Regions from separate parts of the Sus scrofa genome. Here region 2 is linked to region 1. The links are chromatin contacts, called in public targeted proximity ligation maps. All regions are on one chromosome and are shown on one strand. The core of a region is the stretch at or near the end of the contact, and the rest is flanking DNA. Distances in the headings are between cores, read along the strand shown.

Region 1 (7,299 bases), core at 1,837-4,336:
TCTTTCCAAGTGCTCACTATGGGGTCTAGATGAACAACAAAGCACACACAAGAAAGCTGCCCTTTCCTTCTCACCTGCTCCAGTAAGTAAGTGGGGAGGGCAGGGGCAAATTCCCCATTCTGAGGGCTCTAAGCAGTATTAAAAACATTCCTTTCTGGCAAGAAATAACCAGTTAAATGCAGCACTAGTAGTTAGTATATAGGCTACTTTCCCACCCCCCTCCCACCCACCCTCACCATTCCATCTCCTGCCCCCAAATCTACTTCGTAATGTCTCTAGGTCTAAGTGGTCCGCAGGTTGGAACCTGGGGGGTTGCTGATGGATTTCTGCAAATTGCTGATGTTGAAATTCTGTAAGGAGGCAGTTCCCACAGGCTGGAACTGGCTGAGTGGCTGTGGTGCTGGGCCACCTGTCCCACTCCACTGTGTGCCAAAGGGGGGGGCTGGGAAACCGTACTGCTGTGGGGGGCACATAGACTTGGTGAAGTGACCTAGAGAGGTAGCTGATGCTGCAGAGATGGGGGCTGAGCCACCCAGGTTTGAGGTCATGGAGATGCACAGCTGACCAGGTGCGGAGAACTTCCTCGCCATGCCAGGGCCCTGTAAAGAGAACGAGGCCACGTGAAGCTTGGTGTGGCTATGAGATGCGTTGCACTGAAATAGGACTATAGGGCTCGAGGTATCCCGATCTTAAAAGGCACAGCAAGACCAAGACCAAGACGAAACCAGCAATCATTGTTGCCCTCCTAACATTTACCTAATATTGTTCTTTTTTTGAGTCAGATTTTGTTTTTTGCCCCACCCACAGCATACAGAAGTTCCTGGGCCAGTGATTGAACCTGAGCCATAGCAGTGACAATGGGCTCCTTAACCTGCTGTACCACCAGGGAACTCTGAGTCAGATTTTCTAAAAACTGAAGTATAGCTGATTTACAATATCATGATAGTTTCAAGTGTATAGTGATTTAGTGACAGGTGCATTTATTTTCAAATTCCTTTCCCTTACAGGTTACTACAAAATACTGAATAGAGTTCCCTGTGCTATAGGAGTTCCTTGTTGATCATCTTTTATATATAGTAGTGAGTGTATGTCAACCCCAACCTCCTCATTTATCCCCCCACTTCCCCTCTGGTAACCCTAAATTTATTTTCTATGTCTGTGGGTCTATTTCTGTCCAAATACTTGGAGGTGGGTGGTATCGAGTCTGTGTGTGCGCCCTTGTGCTCATGCATGCAGCTCAGGATGTTGAAGGAAAAGGGACGAGAAGACTGAGTTGACCGATAGGGAATGAAGGATTTAGGGAGGAAAACTAAAAGGGGACCTGGGTGATTTCTGTCTTGCCACCAGCATGATTCGGACGTGTGTTACATCGCATTGACAGATCAGCAAGCAAGATGGCACAAGGAGAAGACTGACCTCATAGCTCATGTGTCCTTTGCTGCCTCTCCTGCCTGAGAGATTCATGGCGTCTCGGGCCCAGTTATCCACCAACTTGTGCAGGTCGTCTGTGAAAGTGCCCTTCCGGCTAGACGTCATGGTAGGAGGCTGAGCCTGGGCAGCCTGGCTGCTCACTGTTCCTCCAACAGTGTTTGTGCTGCTGGTTCCTAAAGTCAGAAGAAGCAACAAAGTACACTATTAAAAGGGGCTTGGGCTGTAACTTCAGGAAGAGGAAACACTTCTTAGGATGATGAATGGCAAGCCACAGAATGGGGAGGATGAACTGGGAAGCCATGCAAGAAAGGAGGTTCCAGGATCTTATTTATTAGCCAAATCTTACTTAGGCAAAACAGGATGATAAAAACAGGTTCTCTTCGGGAGCTGCAGATGAGGCTGGACATCTAAGGGGGACAAAGGGCAAGGGGTGGGAACCTCTTTCTGCCCACTCTCGTGGCATCTTGGAAACTCACCACCAGGCCTCTACTCCCAGCGCCACCTTGAACAGGGCCAGTGGGATGGCCAATGAGGCTGGCTGCTCTAGAATATTACAGAGTAGGGCAAAAGAAGGGCATGGTTCATGGAGGAGTTGAAGGAATGCAAAGACAGGCCAGGGAAAATGGGCTCCCAAACCGCGTGATGCCATGTGGTCTTTAGCCGTTCTTTCACAGAAAGGGACGATAAGAGAAGGCATGCTCTGTTCAGAAAACTTTTTCACCTGGATGCATAAACAGAAATTGCGAACATAAACTTGGGAGAGTTAAGGCTTCAATCTCTCCCGATTTCCTATGAGTCAAAAACGTGAGCACTCATGAGGAAGGTTCTCTGTGGTGTGCCTGAGTCTTTCAACTCCAGGAGGACGTGGCTTTCCTGAAGGTGACCTCAGTTTCAATTGGCTCACCTTCCCCCCCCTCTTCCCAGAAGAGCAAGCACTCTCATGTGGAAGCAACAGGACATCCAGCTGCGGTAGGGGTGCCAGGGGAGGAGGAAGCTCGGGGGTTGTGATGAAGGAGTTCTATCTCTATGGTGTGATGAGAAACAAAGGAGAAGTCTGTGGCCTGCCTGATTTCGGCTCTGCTGGAGGGCACACTGAAGATTATTCGAGGAGGCAAGTTTAGGGAAGAGGGAAAGAAGAGTCATGGTCTTGTTTTTTTCCCCTCACCCCCCACTTTCTTACCACATCTCACATTTGCTACAGAATAAATAAAAGCTACTATAGTAAGTTGTGAGCCTCTAGGACTTAAGACATCCAAATAATGCGGGGGCTAAATATTTAAATACACACGTTCCTGTTTTCAAGGTCAAGGCAGCACCAGAGCACAGCAGCACACCTGAAGCAACTCTGCCATTAAAAGCCCTCTAATCTATTACTGGTCCTGAGTCCAGTTTACACCCTACACCCGGGGAATGGCACACACAAGCACGTCTGCACTGGGGAACAGCTAGTTCCGAGGTGAAGCTGCAGAGTGAGGAAGGTCACATGCTTCTTACCACCAAGGCAAGACACAGGACTACTGCAGGCGTGGCCTCAGTGCTCGCAGAGCCACGGGGCTGGGGGGTGGGGGGAGGGGGTTACTGCACATACAGTGTGAAGGGAAGAGTCAGTTCCCTACGGACAGGAAACCCAGGTGGAAAAGTGGGGAGGCAGGAGTGAGACAGTGTGGGAGGGAAGCACAGGCAGTGGTGGTTATGAGGAAACCAGAAAGCAAGCGTGTCACACGCATGAGGACAGCATCCTCCTCGAATGAGTATTGCTTCAGGAGCTGGATGGTCAGTGAGACAATGAAAACGAAACAAATAGTCACAAGTGAGCAGAGCTTTCAAAAGCCAAATACAGAAGCTGGCAGAGGTGAACACTGCTGGACACAACTCGTTCATGCTGGGGTCACACTCTCTAGTCTCATGCTAGTCGCCTTTGATGCTGTGAGGCCCCTTTATAACCGAATTTCATTTTTCATTTTCATCCATGTTACGTGATACTGGATTCTGAAAGTGGGGTTTATACCACGAGGGAGAGGCAACCATACAGCTAACATTCTTATTCTGGCTTCTGAAAACAGATCTCCACATTAGAGAAGGAAACAAACACACTCCTTTCTGACCAGAAATTAACTCCCAGGAAAAGCTGACTTAGTAATAAAATCTAGGAAAATGCGTAGTGTGCTTGTTTGGTCCACTGTAGCAGTAAAATGTTTTAAGGACACTGGCAGCACGTAGATATTTCTGAGAACGCTGCTTGCCTTCCAGAGAGGCTGCTGGCTAACCTTTAAGCCTTTTTTCGGTTCTGCTGAAAAGCTCTAAAAGTAGCATCCTTTACCACCCAAAATTCCCTAGCTGAACTCTTCTCCTGCCTTAACACATTCCCCCACCCCCACAAATCCAGTAACAAGAGCCTATTACGAGCCACAACTTACTGCCCAGTGTCCCAAGCACAGAGTTTTCTGGAGGAACCTCTCGGTGGCCTGCTGGGCCGTAGAACTGTCCACACTTTCACGAGAAGCCACCTGTCTACAATGCTGTCCCTGTCCTCACTGCCCAGCAGCTGCCTCCCACTGTGATATGAGGGCATGACTCTGGCTGCTGTAATCCCTGCTGACTTTCCAGTGTGCCCGCAGCGGCTGGCACACGTGGTGACTTCTGACTACAGGACTCTCTCCCTAAGGAGCTAGGCACCCCTGATCCTTCTACACACATCCACGGGTGCCCTCCCCTCCCCCACAGTGGGGCTGTCATCTAGGGCACTATGTGGTGACCTAAAATCTGGAGGGACAGCCAGTGACAGCAACTGAGCGTGTTAAAGACGAAACCAGAGAAGGGTGCAGCACCAGCCAAATGGAAGCTGGAAATCCAGGAGTTGTGAGGCTTCGGGGTTCAAAGACCTCAAGGGCAAAAGGCTTTGCAATCAAGGACCAGAAGTAACAGAAAGAAAAGATAATTACTACAGAGCTGGTTGCAAGGACAGACTTTTTTCACCATCTTCCCTGAAGCACAAAGAGAGAGCAATGTGTTAAAGATAAGGAAACATCAGTGTAAAATATTTAGAATCTCTAAACAGCACATAGAGTCCCAGCAAGAGAAAGCAGGAGGGGGACAGACTGGAGGGACCTGGGAGCCCTGTCACAGACACTGTTCTGTGCGATGGACCTGACTGGCTGTTGGCCTTGACATGGTGACCTGGGGTACCTGGCTGACAGAAGTCAAGTTTCCACACCCAATCTTTGTATCTGAAAGAATAATGCCCCGCGTCAAAGTTCTGGCATGGGGAGGAACTCCAGTTTCTCAGGTCTCACTGCTTGAATTTCAAATACCCAAGCAGTCTCTCCACCGATCCTGTCCCACTTTCTGTTTCTCCTGCTGGGTTGTTAAAAAGCACTCAATTAAATGCATTAGCAGTTCTACCACAGAAGGCTAACAGATGGTACCATTGTTACAGTTTTAATTTAAATTGGCTCATATATTTCCACATCCTAATGTACATCCTAACCCCTCCCCCCAGAAAAATCTTTAAAAGCAATTTTTGAACATAAATAAAGCATTAAGCCAAGCCGTGCTTCCAAACTGTACTCTTATTTTGAGAGCTTAGAGTAATGCATCCCAGATTAGCTAGGAGCTCATGTCTGGGAGCCCCTGTTTCTCTCTGCATTTGCTATAATCTTGTGATTTGTTCACCAAGGCTTATGTGATGTGTACTGACAGAGATAGGACCTCTCATTTTAGACCCAGAAGGAAGTGCTAAGATTTAACACTTCTGACCACTTTCATGTGAACAAAGTGTAATACCACCTACCTTTAAAAGTGTAAAGAGAATTTACTGAATTAATTAAGCTGAAGTGGTACCCATCACACTCTACTTCCTTCACAAGAAAAGCCTTGGTTTTCTTTCTTCCCTCTTAAGACACTTCAGCCTGCAGAATAACATAGGCCTGACACATCACATTCTACTTTAAAAACACTTGTCTCTTCCTGTTAGTGTTTTTTCATCTTTCTAGCTGGAAATACAAATTAAATGCTTACTTAAGTGTCAAGGAGCTAATGTTCTTGGTCTAGCTTGGCCTAACCAGAAAAGCTATTGATCTGAGTGCCCACAAATCTACCAAATTGGGTAATGCCTTCCACTTCCCTCTTTGTTAAATAGCTCTGGACTAGTGCTATGTGAGGCCCAAGGACCTCTGAACCATACTCAGAAACAATGATGGCCTTAGCACATGCATTTAAAAAAGCACTTCAATAACCACATCAGAAGTTTGAAGCCTTACAGAAAAGATCTTTATCTAAACTCTAGCAAAGGTTTTCTACTTGATCCTTATTTTATTTTTGTTTTAACACTTTTTATTTCAATATATGTCTATCGACTACCTGCTATGTGCCAGGAAGGCTCTGGCTACTCAGAGAAATGCTGTTTCCCCAGTGCGCTCTGCCTCGTGCACGTGATCTTATCTGGTCTGGCAGGACCACCTTCATTTCACACATGGGGAGATGGGCTGGAGAGGCTGGGTGACTTGCTATTGCACCTTGTTTGGGGGAAGAAAGCTGGGAAATCCCAGCAATTTTGTTAAATAGCCCATTTTCACTTATAGGTGTTGACCTTTGGTATTTGATAAGCTTTATGAGAAGAACTACACTGAACCCTTTTTTGAAATACTGATTTTATGGATTTAGAGGGTAGTGGTGGTGAAGGCATCCAATGAAGAGACTCTGGCATCTTTTCAATTAATAGACAGTTATGCTTAATCGAGATTAAAAAATTAAAAGATTCTAATCTACTCTGAAAAAGAACAGAAAAACAGGGTATAACGTTTACCTGCACCTGTGGTCAAGAGGTTCTCGGTGATTTCTCATGCCAGAGCAAGGGGCAGCACTAAACAGGACTGTGTGTTCGGCATTCATTATGCTGAATGACCTAACAGTCCCTGCAGCCTGGACACCACATCTGCCCTCTGTCAAAGGCCTACTGAGAGGCCCAGAAAGTTACTTTGAAGTTTACAGAAACCTATTGTTATTTCTACATGTTTTTTCATAATTACAGAGACCCAAACTTCTGAGGGTAATCATCATTCAGCCAAGCCACTGAGTAGATGATATACAAAGAACAAATGAAAATGGACTGCGTGAAACATCAGATCCAAGCGGCAGAAACACGAGGACGAGGAAGGAGTAAAGGTGTTACACACAAAGAGCCAAGCAGGGCGTACTCAGAAATCGGGTCCTCCTGCCACCAGGTTTGAACGTCACCTGCTCAGACGCACAGTTAAACTTCGCACAGCCTGTGAGAAGGGAGAATGGGGAGGAACAAAGAGAGGAGACAGAACACAGCTACGAGACGTTAGAACCCTGAGGCTGGGGTGGGAGACGTGCTGGGACAGCACAGGCCTGGTTGCAGCAGGAGGACCAGGCCCCAGCCCCTCCACCTGCCCAGATAGCGCTCCTACCTGAGAACACACTCATCTTACGCTCATCTCAGCCAAGAGACAACCTAACCTCCAAGTCTGTGATGCTGTGGCCAAAGCACTCCTACTTTACCTATAGTTTATTTCATTCTTTTCCACCCAAACACCCTGCTCCTTTCAATTCTTGTTTTAATATTACTAGAAGCTCTTTCCTCTAAAGGAATATTCTGAGTGATCATTAATGAACAACCTATATTTGGAAAGTAGATTATGGGCAAAAAATTGAATTGTAGGGCTGTTATTCATTTTAGCATTCTTCTCTCATACTTAGAAATTTTAAAGGTCTACACTGGCTAAAGCAAATGCATTAGCTCTCAGAAATAGCTAAAACTCCTTAGAATCTGGTCCAGGAAATCCCGGTTTAGTATTAAAGCTTAAGTTTCAAATTCCAAAGGAGTCATTCATTTGTTTGAGGCCT
Region 2 (7,399 bases), core at 3,231-5,730, 170 kb before region 1:
CTCCAAGAGCATGCAGATAAGAGTCAAAGGATTTGGAGTTCCCATTGTGGTTCAGAGGCCTTTTTTTTTTTGGTCTTTTTGTCTTTGAGGGCCACACCTGCAGCATATGAAGGTTCCTAGGCTAGGAGTTCAATTGGAACTATAATTGCCAGCCTATGCCAGAGCCACAGCAATGCTGGATCTGAGCTTTGTCTGCGACCTACACCACAGTTCATGACAACACCAGATCCTTAATTCCCTGAGCAAGGCCAGGGATTGAACCCGAGTCCTGGGAACCCCGTGGCTCAGTGGTTAACGAACCCAACTAACATCTATGAGGCTGCAGGTTCCATGACTGGCTTCGCTCAGTGGGTTAAGGATCTGGCATTGCTGTGAGCTGTGGTATAGGTTGCAGACAACTCAGATCTGGTGTTGCTATGGCGTAGGCTGGTGGCTGCAGCTCTTCTTGGGCCTGGCGCCTGGGAACTTCCATTTGCCACAGGGTGCAGCCCTAAAAGTGGGGGAAAAAAAAAAAAGTTAAAGGATTTATCACGAAGTAATTACAACCAGCCATTTTTAGACTTGCATTGTATTACCTTTAAAAATAACCAATGAAAATTTTCTTTTACATATTTATTCAAATGAAAGTTAGATTTGGTTCAAAATTTAAAATATTAAATTAATACAATCAAAGACACTCTAAAAATATTAAATTAATACAATCAAAAGACACTCCAAACCAGGATTTTGATTTACTCATTTTAAATTATCCTGGCCCATAAGGAATAAATAAACTACTTCAAATGCACTATCTGAAAATTCACTTCTAAGATCACCCTAAATCTTCCTGGAAATATCAGGATGTTGTGCCTCAAGAATGACTGAAGTGATAGGTACTGGCATGTGACTAGCCAGCAAATGAAGGAAAGTGAAATGTGGTTCACCTCTGACATCAGCCTGGGTGGTAAGGAAAGAGGACAGCAGAGAGAGAGGACATATTTCTAGCATCACTGGTGTCCACATAAGACAAAGCAGCCTCCAGCTGAGAACCCTGGCTTTACACATGGCACAGCCTCCACCTCCACGAAGCCCCTACAAGGCCCTTTCCAAGAAACATTATCCGGATTTCCTGCTGAGTCTCAGGTAAGGAACCCAACTAGTATCCATGAGGACTCTTATTCAGTCCCTGGCCTCAGTGAGTTAAGGATCTGGCATTGCCGTGAGCTGTGGTGTAGGTCACAGACGTGGCTCGGATCCTGTGTTGCTGTGGCTGTGGCGTAGGCCAGTGCTTGTGGCTCCAATTCAACCCCTAGCCTTGGAACCTCCATGTGCCGAAGGCGTGGACCTTAAAAAAAAAAAGAAAAGAAACATCCATTTTCTCCCCTAATCCCAACCCAGATAGAGAGGCTGCTCTTGACCAAATCAGCAACTTCACTACCAATCGAGCACCATGAAATCATGCACTGAGATCATAACTGCAGCTCTGAAAGCCAGGAGGCAGGCACTGACTACCCTGAAAAGAACCTGCAGGCTGCTCTCTAGGATGAGACCAGAAAATGAATGCCTGATATGCCTGACTAGTTCTACCACCAACTCAACCAGCACTCGGGCTGGGTTTGAGGAGAGTCTTTCCAAGGAGGTTTCTTACTCCTAGAATGCATAATATATATAAATGAAGTCAGTAAATTCTTTATCATCTTACTACTCTGTACTTTCCCAGCCCTGGGTCTCCCATCATTAACCCCCCCAGAGCCCATTGAAATCCTCTGCTCCAAATCTTCAATTTCCCAAAATCTTCAATTTCCCAAATCTTCAATTTCTTTTCAAAAGTTGTCCCCTACCCCAAGTAAACCCTGGCATCCCCAATGGATATAATCTCCCCAAACTCTCTCCAGTGAGGTTCACTAATCCTCCAGCACCAAAAATCAGCAGGGAAAGTGTGGGCATCCTCGAGGCTTCTCAATGCCCTTCCCTTTAAAGCTCCTTCTCTTCTTCTCTCCCCGTCCTCACTGCTGCACCAAGGGACTTCCCAATCAGCCCTGCCCATGTGAAGTCTTCAGCACCTGGCTCACAATCAACCTTTCCTTCAAATGCCACTCTTGCCATCATCCTAGGATTTTAATGTCTGAAATCCTTGACATCCTTAATTCTAATGAACTCATCCTCCAGTCCATTTTAGTATCCAGTTTTCAATACCACATCACCCAGGACTCTCCTCCCAGGCCTGTCACATCGTCACTCTCATTAACTGCCTTTCTTCCATCTCATAGAGATCCCCACTTTCCTTTCACTTTTTCATCCAACCTGTCAGTCCACTCTGAATTCTCTTCCTTCCAATCCAGGCTACATTCCTGGACTGATCATCCAAACCACTCCTTCAATTCATGTGCATCCCAGTAATTCTGCTATATCTACTCAGCAAAACTCTAACCCTACAGCAGTCTGGTAATTCTTTCCTGCTCCTCCACAGCTAAAGGAAAAAGAAAAAAATTAAAGAAGAATAGAGAAGGGAGCAGAGGGAAAAGACTGAAACAAGTACAGGGGTGGGAGAAGGGAGGAGGATGGAGAGGAGGAAAGAGAAAAGATATTATGTCACCTTGAAGACCTGCAGGCTCTTTCACAGTCTACCAATCAGCTTCCTTTTCCTTCTCTCCAGAGCTTCACAATTCTCTCAAGCTCATGCCACTCTCAGCATCTTAACTATTTCAGCTGTGATTTCAACATAACAACAACCTGACCCCACTGGGCCACTAGGATTTTGGAATCTCTTCCTTCTTAGTAGGATGGCCGAAAATTAATACAACCTAAAATAGAGTTACTGCCAGTTAAAACTGGTACACTTCCCCATGCTGTCAAAAGGCAGGTAAAATAATTCCGTAAATAGAGAGACTCATGTGTTTTATTTTTAGGTTCCAACAGGGATCAGGAAATCACATGTACAAATAAACATGTTGGAAATGTGAACATGCAATTAAACCTTTCTAAAGACTTTTTACAAGATTATGTTCAAGACTAATAACTGTCTAACTACAAAGAACTCAGAATCCGCTAATTTGGAATTTGTTTGGTAAACTCTTCCCCCAGTAAGAATAAAGATGTATACAATATAAACTAAATTTTAAGAGGAAATCATCTAAGAAATAGGTTCTCAGAACTGTACTTGAGAAATATTTATTTACATAAAGCTATTTATATACCAAAAACTAAATATTCTTGTCACATCAACAAATATTAAATGAAAGACCACAATACAAAACACTCTGTCAAACTTTTTAGGGGATATGAAGTTTCAAAAAGAGACAGAGGAACTTCCCATCAGGGCTCAATGGAAACGAACCTAACTAGCATCCATGAGGATGAGGGTTCAATACCTGGCTGGCCTCGCTCAGTGGGTTAAAGGATCTGGTGTTACCATGAGCTGTGGTGTAGGTCACAGACTTGGCTTGAATCTAGTGTTGCTGTGGCTGTGGTGTAGGCCAGCAACTACAGCTCCAATTGGACCCCTAGCCTGGGAACTTCCACATGCCACAGGTGCATCCCTTAAGAAAAAAAGAGAGAGAGAGTGCACGAGGGAGAGAGAGAAATGGGGGTTGGGGGTAGAGGAGCTCCTATCTGTAACAGTCTTCCGCCTTTTGTAAGAAAGAATACATTGGTAATAAAAATAATAATAGCAATAACAGGTAACATTGATTAAATGTTTACTATGTGCCAGGTCCTGTTTAAAGTGTTTTACTTGCTTTAACTAATTTAACCACAAAACAACCCATGGAACAGGTACTGTTATTATCACTATTTATCAACAAAGAAATTGAGGCATGAAGAGGTTAGGCACTTCTTCTATGTTATGCACTAATTAAGTAAAGCCAGATTCTGAATCTAGGGAATTTAACTCAGAAGGCAAGATCTTAATCACCAAGTAGTATAAATGTACAGCCTAAAGATTTCCAACTATTCATTAACTTTTTCTTTTTTAATTGTAGAATTTCCTTTCAGTCTTTTTCTGAGTTAACTTTCTGCTGTGATTCACAGTTTCTTGCATTATTCATTAACTTAAAGCTGAGGTCTTCAAAGTATGGTCTGTGGAACCCAGGGGGTGCCTCCTCGTCCTTTTGTGAAGTCAAAACTATTTTCCTAATAATACTATGACTTTACATGCCTTTTCCACCATGTTAATATTTGCACTGAAGATGGGCAAAAACTCGAATGACTCAGGACAACCACAACAGCACCAGAGGGTACTAGCAGTCACTGTTATTCTTCAGTGTCAGGCACTCTCAGTCAAAAAAGATAAATAAGAAAATTTTGCAAACACTGCTTCACCTAAGAATGTCCTTGGTGGAATTCCCTGGTAGCCTGATGGTTGGGGATCCAGCTTTGTCATTGCTGTGGCAAGGATCACTGCTATGGCGCAAGTTTGACCCCCGGCCCAGGAACTTCCACATGTAGCTACGCAAAAAAAAAAAAAAAAAAAAAAAAAGTCCTACTCAGTACTCAACTATTGAGTAAGTACCTTTTAATGTTCCATGTGATGAAACAGGAAGGATCCAGGCACTTCCACTGCTCCCCAGGCTAGCACTGGGTGCTCCTGGGCTGCCAGCTGAATCACATACTTCCTTCATAAAGCCCTATTCTCATTTCAGAGAAAAACTGACAAACTTGATAATCAGCAAACATTTTCTTAAAAATGGGTAAAATGAGTCACTTTAAGAGAAAAAGTGACCTGAGATCAAAAGGTTTGAGGACAGCTGATTTCAAGAAATGCTGGACAAAAGGAAATGAAACTGAAGTTCTTTTAATGGGTCACTTTCATTAAATCTTACTATTTCTTCTCAGTCTACAAAATAAGTGAAATATTACTACATACCACTTTCTGAAACTCACATGTGAAAGTATGGCCACTTGAAAGTGTGAACTGACATGTAAGATTCCTAACTAAGTAAGGTCTCACTTACCTTCATCTCAATAACAGTTTGCAGAGCTTTAGTTTTGGCAGAATCCGGGGCATTCTCAAATCTCCGATGCATCTCCTACAGAAGAGAAACAAGAGACAAACCAACTATAATGGAAAAAATAAAAATCATTAAAAAAAATTAAAAAATAAAAGAGAAGCAAGAGAGAGTAAGCGCCCTCCTTTTCACTCTTTCTTCAGAGGGGGAGTGGAGAGGTGAGGAGCAGTAGCTGCATTACTACAGCCTTGGGAGACACTGATGACTTTCTGTTTCCTGGACCTTTTCCTGCAGACCAGGAAACCCACAGACTGCATTGGGGCTAAGGGTCTCAGGAGCGTGACTGTCTCTGAACACCTGGTTTCACACACTGAGCCACTACGACAACTCACACTCCAGCACATTCCCAGGCTTGTGTATCACTCTTCCACATGACTCCAAGACATTCTCAGAACTCCAAACAATTCAAAAGGGGGTTAGAAATATTCCCCTTTTAAAAGGAGAAATCAGGAGTTCCCCTCTTGGCTCAGCAGTTAACGAATCTGACTAGCATCCATGAGGATACAGATTTAATCCCTGGCCTCGCTCAGTGGATTAAGGATCTGGTGTTGCGGTGAGCTGTGGTGTACGTTGCAGACTCGGCTCGGATCCTGCATTGATGCGGCTGTGGTGTAGGCCAGCAGCTACAGCTCTGATTCAACCCCTAGCCTGAGAACTTCCATGTGCCGCGGGTGTGGCCCTACAAAGCAAAAATAAATAAATAAATAAAATAAAACAAAAGGAGAAATCAAAGCAGTCATGGACTGCACTGTGAAAGCTACTGAAAGCATCTGTGTTGACAATACCCTTTCCACAGCCATCTCCTCCCACTGCAATAGCCACCTGGCCACCTAGGATGGAAATCTCGCTCCAGAGGGGCTACAATCAGAAAAAAAAAGAAGGTAAGGGAGTTCCCATTGTGGCTCAGCAGGTTAAGAACTCAACTAGTATCCATGAGGATTTGGGTTCAATCCCAGGCTTCACTCAGTGGGTTAAAGGATCCAGTGTTGCCATGAGCTATGGTATAGGTTGCAGATGGCAGCTCGGATCTGGCATTACCATGGCTATGATGTAGGATGGTAACTGCAGCTCTGATTTGACCCCTAGCTCGAGAAGTTCCATATGCTGCAGGTTAAAAAAAAAAAAAAAAAAAAAAAAAAAGAAGGAGGAGAAAAAAACGAAGAAGGTAAGATTGTTGAATGAGTTTCCAAAATAGGCTATGTTTAACAAATGTCAGAAAAACAGCTATTTTTTTTCAATCCAAATATCAGTGCATTCAGGATCAGAAAAGAAGGAGACAGTAGAATTCAGTTAGGGTCTTCAAGGATTACCCTGAAGCTACCAGACCTTCTCAGGCTATTTTCCTGTCAGATTTTGTGAACATCTCTGTCAGTCAGTAATTACAAATTACCCTGGGATGGCCTATAATGACCCCAGAGAATAGAGATGGATACTTTCCGTGTGGACAGTGCTGGTGAACTTCTAGACTGCCCTCTGCCTGCCTACTTGACATCTCTGTATAGATGTCTACTAAGTAACTCAAACTTATTTTACCCAAAACAAAACTCTTGATTTTCTCCCCTCTATTCTAGACCCTCCTCTGATGACTGAGGGGTATTCCTATCTCCTTAAATGGCACTACCCTGCCGGTGGCTCACACCAAACACCAGAGTGTCTCCATTCATTCCTCCCCGATCTGCATTTCCTACCACCAATTCTAGAGCAGGTCCTGATTGTTCTATCTTCAAAATAGCTCTTGAATTTAACATTCACTCCACTTCCAGTTAGTTTAAGCCTCGATTGCTACAATAGCCTCTAGTTAAATTTCCTTCCATTTCCTCTGTCCATTTTAAAGAAAGCAATGGAGGTCATCTTGATAAAGCACAAATCATGGTACTAGTCTGTTTTAAATTCTTCAATGAGTTTCCCATTGACTTGTCACTCTCTATAAGGTTAATACAACCTGACTGTAACAGGTAGAAGACTGGCCCTCTTGTCATAATCTATTTTAAAATTAGACAAATGCATGAAGAAACTTTTTAGACACTGGAAAACAAGAAGCACAAGACCATGCTCCTTGAGAGAAGAGAAACTAACAAGGTCACAGTCCAGAGTTGCTATCCAATATGTGATATAGGGATAGGAAGACCAAACAGAAAAGAGCAGTCCTGCAGAGCTCAGAAGACAGACCAACAGGTAAGAGTCCTAAAGATAGCAGAAACGAGCAGAGCAGAATAGCACAAAGAAGGTAGCTAGCCAGGAAAGCAATAGTATCTAAACTGACAGAGGTCCCCTGGAGTCTTTGGCCAAATACAAAGTGTGCACACACAGGGAAAGACTCTACAATGTCAGACACAGAACAACTACTAGGGACAGAACAACTAACAGAGAGCTATGAGCTGAGCAACGACCTGAACTGACATGGGGCTGGAAAA

The links.
Region 2: a targeted proximity ligation map of alveolar macrophages shows a contact between it and region 1. A contact is called at or near these places in 2 of 2 datasets of targeted methods (alveolar macrophages and skeletal muscle).

Annotation. Positions count from the first base shown.
Region 1 is chr5:68,132,913-68,140,211 of Sscrofa11.1, reverse strand. It overlaps WNK1 (serine/threonine-protein kinase WNK1), which reads right to left. Exons shown (of 29, transcript XM_013997884.2): 28 at 1,417-1,604; 29 at 1-599. The coding sequence ends at 282. Among named protein-coding and RNA genes, the nearest start is that of RAD52, 31 kb to the left of the region's middle.
Region 2 is chr5:68,308,037-68,315,435 of Sscrofa11.1, reverse strand. ERC1 (ELKS/Rab6-interacting/CAST family member 1) reads right to left here. Exons shown (of 20, transcript XR_002344310.1): 4 at 4,932-5,006. Among named protein-coding and RNA genes, the nearest start is that of ERC1, 88 kb to the right of the region's middle.